2 separate regions of the Zea mays genome follow, and region 2 is linked to region 1. Evidence: chromatin contacts called from public Hi-C data. All regions are on one chromosome and are shown on one strand. The core of a region is the stretch at or near the end of the contact, and the rest is flanking DNA. Distances in the headings are between cores, read along the strand shown.

Evidence for each region. A called contact is a pair of places that touch in the nucleus more often than the background predicts.
Region 2: a contact with region 1 is called in a Hi-C map of tassel, with 1.9 times the contacts expected there. The contact joins the promoter of LOC100381713 here to the promoter of LOC100382232 in region 1. A contact is called at or near these places in 2 of 25 Hi-C or Micro-C datasets (leaf and tassel).

The regions. Positions count from the first base shown.
Region 1 is chr6:169,011,318-169,017,507 of Zm-B73-REFERENCE-NAM-5.0, reverse strand. LOC100382232 reads right to left here and starts at 3,146. Exons shown (of 14, transcript NM_001174987.1): 1 at 2,932-3,146; 2 at 2,325-2,432; 3 at 1,726-1,918; 4 at 956-1,214; 5 at 816-872; 6 at 689-736; 7 at 294-380; 8 at 154-211. The coding sequence starts at 3,037.
Region 2 is chr6:169,230,256-169,236,445 of Zm-B73-REFERENCE-NAM-5.0, reverse strand. It overlaps LOC100381713, which reads right to left and starts at 2,562. Exons shown (of 13, transcript XM_008649807.3): 1 at 2,173-2,562; 2 at 1,373-1,590. The coding sequence starts at 1,550.

The DNA of each region.
Region 1 (6,190 bases), core at 1,897-4,396:
TAATGCTGGGTCAAGCGTGCAAGATTCAATTCAAAGACAGATATGAAGTAAACTTACTGCCAAGAGAAATACTCAAAACTGTCATCAACAGACAGTAGACATAATCTACATGACAATATGTAAAGAGCAGAAGATCAGATATATGTCTCTCACCTGGATTGACAATCCATGGGGTCTTCCATTTTCCTTTGTAGTTAGGATTCTTAATTTTCTGAGAGAGAAAAGTCATGAGTACATAAATATTCAAATGAACAAAAGGTTAAGAAATTATAACTAGTATAAAGTAAATAAACCTTCCGCTTCCATGGTCCCTTGTATTCTGGATTAGGTATCATTCTAGGCTTCCATGTACCATCGTCATCGTCATCCCATGACTCAGGCTGATTTAGCATAAAACAAAAATACTGTCATCTTGTGTTCGTTTAGTCATGAATGTTTAGAAATTACTGATACACACTAGCAAACCAGGAAAAAAGTGACTAAGTTGCTAAAAAAATAAAGCAAAAGTAACATGCATGCATGAATAAAGTTGAATGTTTCTCAATCCTCATTTGTCTAATAACATAAATAGTGAAGATCTATCATTTGCATACTGAGATCTGAGTAAGTGCTCTGAAGCATGAAAGTGACAATTAAATTGTTAAAACCGAACTGGATGCATATTAAACAAACTCAGAATCATGCATACCTTTTTGTCCTTGGGATCAGGTATCTCTTTAGGAATTGAATCATATCCCTGTTCAGTTCAGGTAAAAGGTTATAATAGAATTATTGATCAAGATAAGTCCTAAGACAGGAAATATAACAAGGCATACCTCTGGCTTAACTTGATCAGGATCTTCAATATATTCCCTGTCATCCCAGTCTTTTGGCTGAAAGAAACGGATGCATAATGAAAGGCATGATTGAAATTACTGTATAACAATGCTTTCATCACACCAAAAAAATCTCAAACCTTTTTTGCATTAACATCTTTGATCTTACGAGGAGGAAGGATATCCCAGTCAGTGTACATGCTCCCGAATTCTCTCTCCCGGTTATCGATAAGGATGCTATAAGTGGCATCAGGTCTAAGAATAAATGTGTAAAAATGTGTCAACTTGTCTGTTTCACATTTTAGTTCTTTCTTGATAGGGTAGTTTTGCCCTTGGTATGAAAGTATGAGATGGAGCTTCTTTTTCTGATCCCCACATATATCAGGCCCAAACATGAAGCTGCATAAGCAAATATCAAGACATTTAGTAGGTAATATTCAGTATAAGCTAAGACAGACTGAATAATTTCTAATAGTTCAATAGGAGGGCAATGAGGTCTGGTGCAGTGGTAAAAAAGGGCAGAGTCAGTGACAGAGGCTCCCGCATGAGTAGGATCTAGGGAAGGGACAAACAGATGCAAGGCTTCCCGCACAAATGCAGAGAGGCTGTTTCAAACCCACGACCCAGTGTGACTCGGTGAGACCGCTAACACAGTGTGTTAATAAATTTTTGGTAAAGTTATTGCCTTTCCTTGACAAATAAAATCAACTTAAAGGATGACCAATACACCAAGTTACCAATGATAATTCTCTAGGCATATGCGCAAGATCCGAAGGTACGATTACTATCAGATTTTACAAAAAAATGTTCTATATTAAGGTGAAGACTGAAAAGTTGCATTTGAAGAGTTCATGGTTACTTTTGAACATTAAAACAAACTTTTTTAGCCAAACACAGAGAGCAAACCGACCTGTAAGGAGTGTCGCCACCAAATTTCTTCTGGTTGAGATAACCAGACATAAGTTTGATGTAAGCACCACCGCATTCAATATCTTGCTCAATCTTTAGAGAGTACTGGATCACCAATGTCCGGTCCTTGTTACTAAATTGTGGGAATTTTGCTGATATAGCAAAATGTTTGGCATCCCCAGTTGTTTGTATACCTGAAAAGATGATTCCATAATGCAAATAATCATACGACGTATGAAATAAACCATGGAAAATAAGGTTATATATTTTGTGGCTTTAAAAGTTGAACATGATTGATATAGTATGCACAAATCGTGGAATGTTTCTCTTGTTTTCTAACATAAAATGTTTATGATAAAAACAGGGGCCACATGGAATGCAGCCTGAGCTCTTTGATTGAAGTTTCAGAAAATGCTCAAGTTTAGTGGATGTATTAACATGGATAGATTCAAGGCATATCTGGTTGGAAACTGGGTATCAAAATAGCCACTGTCACTATCAAATACAGTTTTTTTTGGTAAAACACAACAAACAAGTAAAGGGTAGGGCTATATGCCCCCCTTACTGCACATAAGATAGCACTCATGAATAAACCATCACCTTTATCGTCAGGGTCTCCAGAGTAGGTTCCCGCTGTGTGTCGGAAGGTTCCAGCTTGTCCTTGGCTCTTCTTCCAATCAGATTTCACCCAGCGGCTATCCCACCCATCTGAATGTTACCAAGTTGCGTAATTTCATGAATCACAAATAAAACAATACACCTAGGAAAACAAGAAACTTGAGCAGACATCAGCTACTGATAACTTCATGGACAGCACAAGACATCAGATCGATAGGACATCGGACTGTAAGCCAACTACAAATAAGTTCTTCGACTCCTGGAGGCAGGACCATTGGAGGCTTGGAGCATTTCAGAAGGCACAACTAGCAGTAGCAATATCTCTGGAATAATTCACTTCTTTGAGAAGCTAAACCACGTGAATAGTGAACAGCTCACTCAAACAACAAACTGAAATTCTGAATCTGTCAGTGTAAGCAGCAAATCAGTAACTCGTCACAGTGATACCAAGCTAAACTAAACCAGCGAATAGCAAAAAAAAAAATGATCCAACACAATCACAGAATCATCCGAATCCTTATAGCATCCAGTTAGACGCGCTACCTAGCTAAATCGGGGGGAAAACCAACAGAGTCACGCGTGGTCGTACCATCGAACCGTTCCTCGAAGAAGATTTCGCCGGAGGCGAGAAGGAGCAGCGACGAGAGGACAAGCGCGCGGTGGAGGAAGGCTCGCCCGTCACGGAGGCGGCCCATCGCCTCGCCCTCAGGCCTCAGTACCCGCCGGCCGCCGCTCGCTCACCCGAGCCGAGCCCCCGTACGGCGACTCGGCGACGAGCTTTTCCTACCACTACTCCACTGCCACTCTCGGTGGGCAACTGGGAACCGCAAAGGGAATATTTGTAAAGAGAGCGGATCGGTGAAGGGGCTCAGGTGCGGTGGCTATTCACGACGATGCCACTCCGTCCCGTGCCTTATCGCCAACGGGGATGGCATTCTCGTGGTTGTTACGAAAGCGCGGGTCAGCTTGGGAGAGAGTAGGGAGGTCACTCGCTGCCTCGCTGGTGATGGTGAAGGCCGGCCGGTCGGGTCTTCCGTGGCGGACAGCGACGCGACGCGACGCGCGATGACGTTGACTTTGTCAAAGTCTATGGTGGACCTGGACTCCCATGGGCCACAGCGGCTCGGCCCGATCGAGCTGTGGTCTGTGGAGACCTGAGCCAGAGACCTGGGCCTACTACTACTACTGAAGCACGACGTTAACTACTCGCTGTCTGCTCAGCGTCACGGATCCCCGCACCAACGAATCGCCGCTCGCCGGAGCTGCGGCGAGCCGGCGACAGCCACTAGGCGTTCGCCATGTCATCAGAACGACGTGTAGGGTGTAGCCTGTGCTGTGCATGTCATGCTCCACGGGGGAAGAAACTTTTTGGTCGTCTTAGCTTCCAGTGTCTGTCTATCACTGTCAGATTCTCACGTCCAAGTATCCAGCGCGTGAAGACCATTTTGTCGCGAAATGATACGGACGTAAGGTAACCGAAGCATATACAATGCCCGGTAAAAAATATATTTCTAGCTGTCGCTAAAACCCATTCAAAAAATCCCAGAATAGAGAGCTAACATAGTGACATCTACTAAAATAAATAATTTGACACTAAGGCACCCAACAGAAATAACAAGAGTCTATAAGAAGCAACTAAAGAGAACTAAGTCTTATCGGGCCTCGGACACTCTAAGTATTGGTTTGGAGTGGATCTATGGACCAGAAAAATCACTTGCAAGAGGTATTCTTTATGGATTTCCTCTAATTTTTTTGTCACCAAACTAGCCCTAAAGTATCAAGACCCCTACCCCTACTCCCCTAGTGCCCCCAAACGTTCTAGACTGAGATGATCTAAGTCTTTGAGACTCCTTGTGTCTTGAGGCACTGATGACTGATGATCAAGTCCAAACCTCTAGGACCCATCATACTCTAAGATGTTCTAAAGAGTAATTAATGTGGCTAAAGTGTAATTATGTCTCAAAATCGAAGTATACGCTTGGACCCACCAAGGGCAGTATGGCTCTGAGGTTAGGGCCCCACATGTAAAAAACCCTCACGATAAGCCCATAGTGTTAGCTTGTCAGATAAATATCATGTATAACACATTAAATGTGATATATGCGATATTATAGACCTAACAAGTGTAGTGTTGACACGACTTAGGATGCAGTGTACTCAAGGTTGTTACATGGTACATGCACCATTCCTGTAGCCACGCATGTGCACCAATGTATACCTTGAAGTATTATCAAGTACAAACAGTTATATCATCTACCAATTCATCGTATTGAACGACATGAGCCCAACGCCTGTGGATGCGACATGTCAGCCACCCGATAAATGACATATTCGGTAATGTGCCACAGTTTAAGGCATGACCCCTAGTATAAAAAAACTTGACTTGTGGGGGATAAGACCGCCCCAACGACATTATATTAAGAAGAAGGCCTTCTCACGCAGCTCAAGAAAAACCCTGAATCCCTGCCCCACCCATACACAGCGGCACCATAGCCCATGTGAGAACGACCGCGACCGGGACCGGGACCGAGTCTTAGACCGGTGCTTTGACGTGGGATAGACGAGATTTTTTAACCACATCCTGAAAATTCGCTCCCACGGGGAGCCAAACACAAGACCCGAGGAGTGCTATTCAGACCACCTAACCATCTCGGCTAGAGACCCTTTCGCCATGACGACTAGTATGGTTGCAATAACATGATAATAATGTGGTAGTTGAGCTTAGCCAGTGGAATCTAAGGTTTATGTAACCTCTCTCCTCTCTTGCACTACAAAAGGTAGCCCAGAGTAATTTTTAGTGGGATTCTATAAGAACACATTCCTTGAGCTGATTCGAGACCAAACTTAGAGTTCACTCTTCACATAGGGTAGACATAAAGGTGAAATTGAACTATTAGGCCAGAACTCTCACCGCAACTAGGTGAGAAGTTAGAAGATCTTGATACTCAATGGTGTTTGTGAGAGCACCTAGAGGGGGGGGTGAATAGGTGATCCTGTAAAACTTAAAAACTTAAGCCACAAAACTTGGTTAAACGTTAGCACAGTTAATGCCAAGTGGCTAGAGAGAAGATTTTGCACAATACGATAACCACAAAGAGTTCAACACAGAGAAGACACTGTGGTTTATCCCGTGGTTCGGCCAAGTACAAAACTTGCCTACTCCACGTTGTGGCGTCCCAACGGACGAGAGTTGCACTCAACTCCTCTCAAGTGATCCAATGATCAACTTGAATACCACAGTGTTATGCTTTTCTTTTCTTATCGCGTTTGCGAGGAATCTCCACAACTTGGAGTCTCTCGCCCTTACACTTGAAGTTCACAAAGAAGCACGGAGTAAGGGAGAGAAGCAACACACACAAATCCACAGCAAAATGCGCACACACACGGCCAAGAATCGAGCTCAAAAGACTATCTCAAAGTTCTCACTAGAACGGAGCTCGAATCACTGAGAATGACAAACAAATGCGCAAAGACTGAGTGTGGATGATCAAGAATGCTCTAAGGTTGCTTGGTGTCCTCCTCCATGCGTCTAGGGGTCCCTTTTATAGCCCCAAGGCAGCTAGGAGCCGTTGAGAGCAAATCTGGAAGGCCATTCTTGCCTTCTGTCATCGGGCGCACCGGACAGTCCGGTGCACACCGGACACTGTCCGGTGCCCGATTTCCTTCCCAAAATGGCGCAGCCGACCGTTGCAGATCTGGGAGCCGTTGGCGCACCGGACATGTCCGGTGCACACCGGACAGTCCGGTGCCCCCTTCCGACCGTTGGCCCGGCCACGTGTCGCGCGCAGATTCCGCGGCCGACCGTTGGCTCACCGGACAGTCCGGTGCATACCGGACAGTCCGGTGAA
Region 2 (6,190 bases), core at 1,313-3,812, 220 kb before region 1:
CCTTGCACAACACAAAGAAATTAAAATATGTTTGCAGTTTTGAAAAATAGACCCATACTGAGCAAGATGCCCAGAATAACCAAAAAGACCTTTCTTCCATCCTCCACTCTTTAGCAGCTGCCATCACCACGACAACCTCCTTGTCCACCTCCCATTTTCCGCCTCACCAGTTCACGACCGGTAGAAATCAACGGTGTGAAGGTTTTCAAGAAGCAGCCGCCACCTCTGTTCCACGGAATCTGCTGCTAAAGGTTCCAAAAGACGCTAAGCACTAGACCACTCCATAGCACCTAGATGGACTAAACATAGATTATACACGATTAAATGTTTGTGTTTTTTATTTATTTTAATTTTTTTTCCTGGTAACACATATGGTTCATATCAGATGTCCAACTTCGGAATCAAAAAGAAACTGTAACACATTTAGGCAATTTTGATTCCAATTCTTGCAAACTTACAAAGAAATGGCAGGGGGGCCTGCAATTTTGACCCCCATGCATCATGTTTCCTTTTCACTGGCTCTTCCACGTGCTTTTCTCCTGCCCACCAGCTGACGTGGTCACAGCTAGCCTACCAAGCCAGCCAGGCCGCTGTTTTTTTTTTGTGTTTTTTGTGCCACTTAAGTACAACCACACGCCTACGTGCACCGCCTAGACGTGTCGAGAGTTTTATTGGGCGCCTAGGCCCTAAACATGACTCTAGGGGTCCATTTCAGGTTTAATCGAGAGTAAATGTAAGTTTAATTTGTTTTTTATAACCATGGCTAACTGACCATCACCACCATCCCCCTTCTTCCACGTCTCCACCTGCACCTTCTCATCCTCCTTCACACCAGCTGGCAGATGCCACACTCTGCCTAGCCCAATTAGTCACCAACTTGGACCACCCAGTCAATCAAACTGCCCAGACTGTCGATTGCGCTCAAATTATGTGGCAGCACGGTAGCAGTAAATGCCTAGATGGCAGCATATTCTACCTTCTAGAACACTATCTAAAAATATTGATCAAGGCTAAGTGATACCAGTCCATTTAGCAACATTAAGCATGGTCTGTTCTTTATTTCTTAAATTGACAGCCTTCTTGTGTGTGAGCACAGCATGGTTGGACTACTTTTTATGTAACTGACGGACAAATCCAGCCAAACACATGGGCCTTCAGCTAGCATTCAGTCATAGATGACTGGACAAAATGCACACTAGCCTTATGGCTAAAAACTTCTCAACCAGAGCTTTGGTAAGATGTCAAGACTTCGGGAACAAGCTTAATAATCAACTATGTTAGTCATGGGTAGATCAACGAAATTATGGCCATACAGAACAAAATCATTCACCACACCAAAGTAACAAGCATTAGATCAAGTGTATTCACGCACCAGGATCATCATCATCACCATCGCTATCCCAGAAGGGTGGGGATGTTGAAGGGGTATCGCTGTCTGCCCTATCACAGGACCTCCACTCAGAGAAGGACTCGCCAGAGAGACTGTTTTCATCATCCCTCATTCCAGTTGTGCTAGCAGCTGAATCATCCGTTACCACAGAACCTGCCATCCGCAGAGCCCACGGCCGTTCCAGACAACCTTATTCACAGCTGTACGCAGAACAAAATCAGTTCACATACCAAAGTAACATGTGAATGGATGAAAAGGATACGATGGCCTGGTGGAAAATCAGCACCAGCAATTCAGGAAGTGCCTTTATTAGGCACCTGGAAATTTAGCGCTCGTGCCAAATAGTTTTAGGTGCCTTTATTGGGCTAAGGTGCCGCTGTGTATGCGTGGGACAGAGCTTCGGGGAGTGTATATACTCGGGGGCTGTCTTAACCCCGCAGGCCGAGTTTTTTTATAGACTCATGCTTCCCAGGTTTCTACTCCCCCACAAACTGGGGATTTTGTGACCAGTGATCAGTCAAAAACAATACAGACTCCGCAACTGAATTACAGAATTCAGACAGGAACGGACCCAGCAAAGAACAGGAGTGTACACATGTCACCCGATTTTTTTTACAAAAAATCGAAGTTAGTAGGTATAACCCTACATATATATACACTTGTTTTTTATCAAGTAAATACTTGTAATTAGATCAGATCCGAATACAGATAGCCAGATAGTTTACGTTAGGGTTTGGGCGGTCGGCTTCACGCAGCAGGAGGCGGAGAAGGGGTGGACATACCTGGTAGGTCCTCGTCGCCGGCGAAGGGGCCGACTAAGACCTGGGCACCTGGCGTAAGGCGGCGGCGGCGGCGGTCGCCCAGTCGTCCCCACGAGAGGGAGAGAGCCAGAGAGGGCACGCGGTGCGGGGTGAGCGTGGGAAGAAAAAGCAAGGTGAACGCAGTCCCAGTCCCGGAACGTTTTCTCCTGGCCTGGAGCTGGAATGGTGGATGCCGTGGTTTGGCTGTGATGATGCAGGCAGCGTGCCTAAACACACGCATCCAAACCAAATCAGCTTCAACGCTATCTCTTCTCTAAGTTTGTTGAAGCAAGGATCGGCCTGGCATGCATAACAGCATAAATAGCAAATTTGATACAGCTTATATGGAAGCACCTTTCCTTCGAAGCTGTACGCAGAGAGATAAAATTTTAAATTAAGGTTTATTTGGTTGGACCATGAATTTTGATAGATATGGTATATAGAAAAGCGGTATAGATTATAGTGCGAAAGTAGAAAGTCGTTTGATTTAACATATGTGGCATCTCAAAAAAAACTATTATCAGCTTCTCTCATTAACAAATGGTGTCTAGCCATCAACCTCATCTTCTTTATCTAAAGATCTCTGGTCGAGATCATGCTTTCTCGCATGGCGATCGTACTTACTCGCAAAAGTGAACATATGCTCGCCCGCATGGCAGTCAAGATCCTACGCGATGGCCAAGGTCAGCGCTATGTCTGAGGAAATGGACTTGTCTCGAAAAACTGTAGAAGGAAAGGTAGCTGGGCAAGAGAGACGAAGGAGCAACACCACCGACCAGAGACATCGTACGATACAAGAAAGAGCTCATCGTCTCACATACAATAAAATGTAAAAGACGAGAAAGGAAAAATGAATCAATATCTTCATAACTAGTGGCAGATAGGTAGTTTTTTAAGTTGCTCACCTTCACATGTAAAACTTGCAATGAGTTACTTCCAGTTTTGTACTAGAGCAATATTAGCTTCTGGTCTAAAACAACTGTCTTTTTAGATCTTTGATTAGCTTTTAAACCTTTTAAAAATAAACATATTTAAAAGCCCAACCAAAGGCTCTAAACTAGTATGATTCAACTAAAATATGTTTTACTACATACAAAAAAGGGCTACAAAAAGAAACAACTTAAAAGTTTTAATCCATTTTAGCTACACCCAGTCATAAGCTACATCAAACAGACCAGATGTACGGTAACCACGATAAAGTTCTAATTTTTATTTGATTTTTCTTTATATGTATTTTTGTCTTTTAATCTAATTAAATAAAGGTCAAGTAAAGCTATTGATGTTATCATTGATCAAGTAAAAAAATATCATCTTCACATGTAATACTTAATCCAAGTGAGTTAATATACAATATAGACTTATCTAGTGGTACTTCTATTGAGAAGTTTGCCTAAACATACACATGCATGCATAAATTTAGAAAAAAACACTTATTTAATTACTACTATGCATGTGTCTCGATAATTGATACAAGTCGTTCAGTCGTTGGCGGCGCCTAAGAAGCTTCATACTCTGGCAGCCATCAAGACATGTTTAACAATCCCGGTATAGAAAGCAACTGCGCGAACCATCCACTGAGATCATGAAAGGGAATTAGGCTTACACCTAGTCCCTAATTAATTTTGGTGGTTGAATTGCCCAGCACAAATAATTGGACTAACTAGTTTGCTCAAGTGTATAGATTATACAGGTGTAAAAGATTCACACTCAGCCGATAAAAAGATCAAGTTTTGGATTCAACAAAGGAGCAAAGAGTCAACCGAAGGCACCTCTGGTCTGGGGGCACCGGACTGTCCGGTGTACACCGGACTGTCCGGTGTACACCGGACTGTCCAGTGCACCACCGGACAGTGTCCGGTGCACCAGAGGACTCCAACTCGAACTCACTACCTTCGGGAATTTCTTAGGCCGGCGCGCTATAATTCACCGGACTGTCCGGTGTACACCGGACAGTGTCCGGTGCTCCAAGGAAGCGCGGCCTCCGGAACTCGCCAGCCTCGGGAACGCGCAGCAGCCGCTCCGCTATAATTCACCGGACATGTCCGGTGTGCACCGGACTGTCCGCTGTACCAGCGGAGCAACGGCTATTTCGGCGCCAACGGCTACCTGCGATGCATTTAATGCGCGCGCAGCGCGCGCAGAAGGCAGGCGCGCCCATACTGGCGCACCGGACAATAAACAGGAGATGTCCGGTAACCGGACATCCAGGCGGGCCCACAAGTCAGGAGCTCCAACGGTCAGAATCCAACGGCAGTGATGACGTGGCGGGGGCACCGGACATGTCCGGTGCGCCATCGAACAGACAGCCTCCACCAACGGTCAAGTTTGGTGGTTGGGGCTATAAATACCCCAACCACCCCCACATTCATTGCATCTAAGTTTTCCACTTCTCAACCACTTACAAGAGCTAGGCATTCAATTCTAGACACACCAAAGAGATCAAATCCTCTCCAATTCCACAAAAGGCTTTAGTGATTAGCGAGAGAGATTTGTCGTGTTCTTTTGAGCTCTTGCACTTGGATTGCTTCTTTTCTTTCTCACTTGCTCTTGTGATCAACACTCAATTGTAATCAAGGCAAGAGGCACCAATTGTGTGGTGGCCCTTGCGGGAAAATTTTATTCCCGGCTTTGATTTGAGAAGAGAAGCTCACTCGGTCCGAGGGATCGTTTGAGAGAGGGAAGGGTTGAAAGAGACCCGGCCTTTGTGGCCTCCTCAACGGGGAGTAGGTTTGAGAGAACCGAACCTCGGTAAAACAAATCCGCGTGTCTCACTTCACTATTCGCTTGTGATTTGTTTTGTGCCCTCTCTTGTGGACTTGATTATATTTCTAATGCTAACCCGGCTTGTAGTTGTGATTATTTTTGAGAATTTCAGTTTCGCCCTATTCACCCTCCCTCTAGGCGACTTTCAATTGGTATCAGAGCCCGGTGCTTCATTAGAGCCTAACCGCTCGAAGTGATGTCGGGAGATCACGCCAAGAAGGAGATGGAGACCGGCGAAAAGCCCACTACAAGCCACGGGAGCACTTCATCGGAAGAGTCCCACACCAAGAGGAAGGAGAAGAAGAAGAGCTCCTCCAACAAAGGGAAGGAGAAGAAATCTTCTTCTCACCACAAAGAGAAGAAGGAGAGATCTTCCTCCCACAAGCCGCATCGGAGTGGGGACAAGCACAAGAGGATGAGGAAAGTGGTCTACTACGAGACCGACACTTCATCAACATCGACCTCCGGCTCCGATGCGCCCTCCGTAACTTCTAAACGCCAAGAGCATAAGAAGTTTAGTAAGATCCCCTTACACTATCCTCGTACATCCAGACATACTCCATTATTTTCCGTTCCATTAGGCAAACCGCCAACCTTTGACGGTGAAGATCATGCTAGGTGGAGTGATTTAATGAAATTTCATCTAACCTCACTCCACAAAAGAATATGGAATGTTGTTGAGTTTGGAGCACAGGTACCATCCGTAGGGGATGAGGATTATGATGAGGACGAAGTGGCCCAAATCGAGCACTTCAACTCCCAAGCCACAACCATACTCTTGGCCTCTCTAAATAGAGAGGAATACAACAAGGTGCAAGGGTTGAAGAATGCAAAGGAAATTTGGGACCTCCTCAAGACCGCGCACGAGGGTGATGAACTAACAAAGATCACCAAGCGGGAAACGATCGAGGGGGAGCTCGGTCGCTTTCGACTTCGCCAAGGGGAAGAGCCACAAGACATGTACAACCGGCTCAAGACTTTGGTGAACCAAGTGCGCAACCTCGGGAGCAAGAAGTGGGATGACCACGAGGTGGTTAAGGTTATTCTTAGATCACTCATTTTCCTTAACCCCACTCAAGTTCAATTAATTCGTGGTAATCCTAGATATACTCAAATGACCCCCGAGGAAGTTATCGGGAATTTTGTGAGCTTTGAATGTATGATCAAGGGCTCCAAGAAGATCAACGAGCTTGATGAACCCTCCACGTCCGAACCACAACCGGTGGCATTTAAGGCG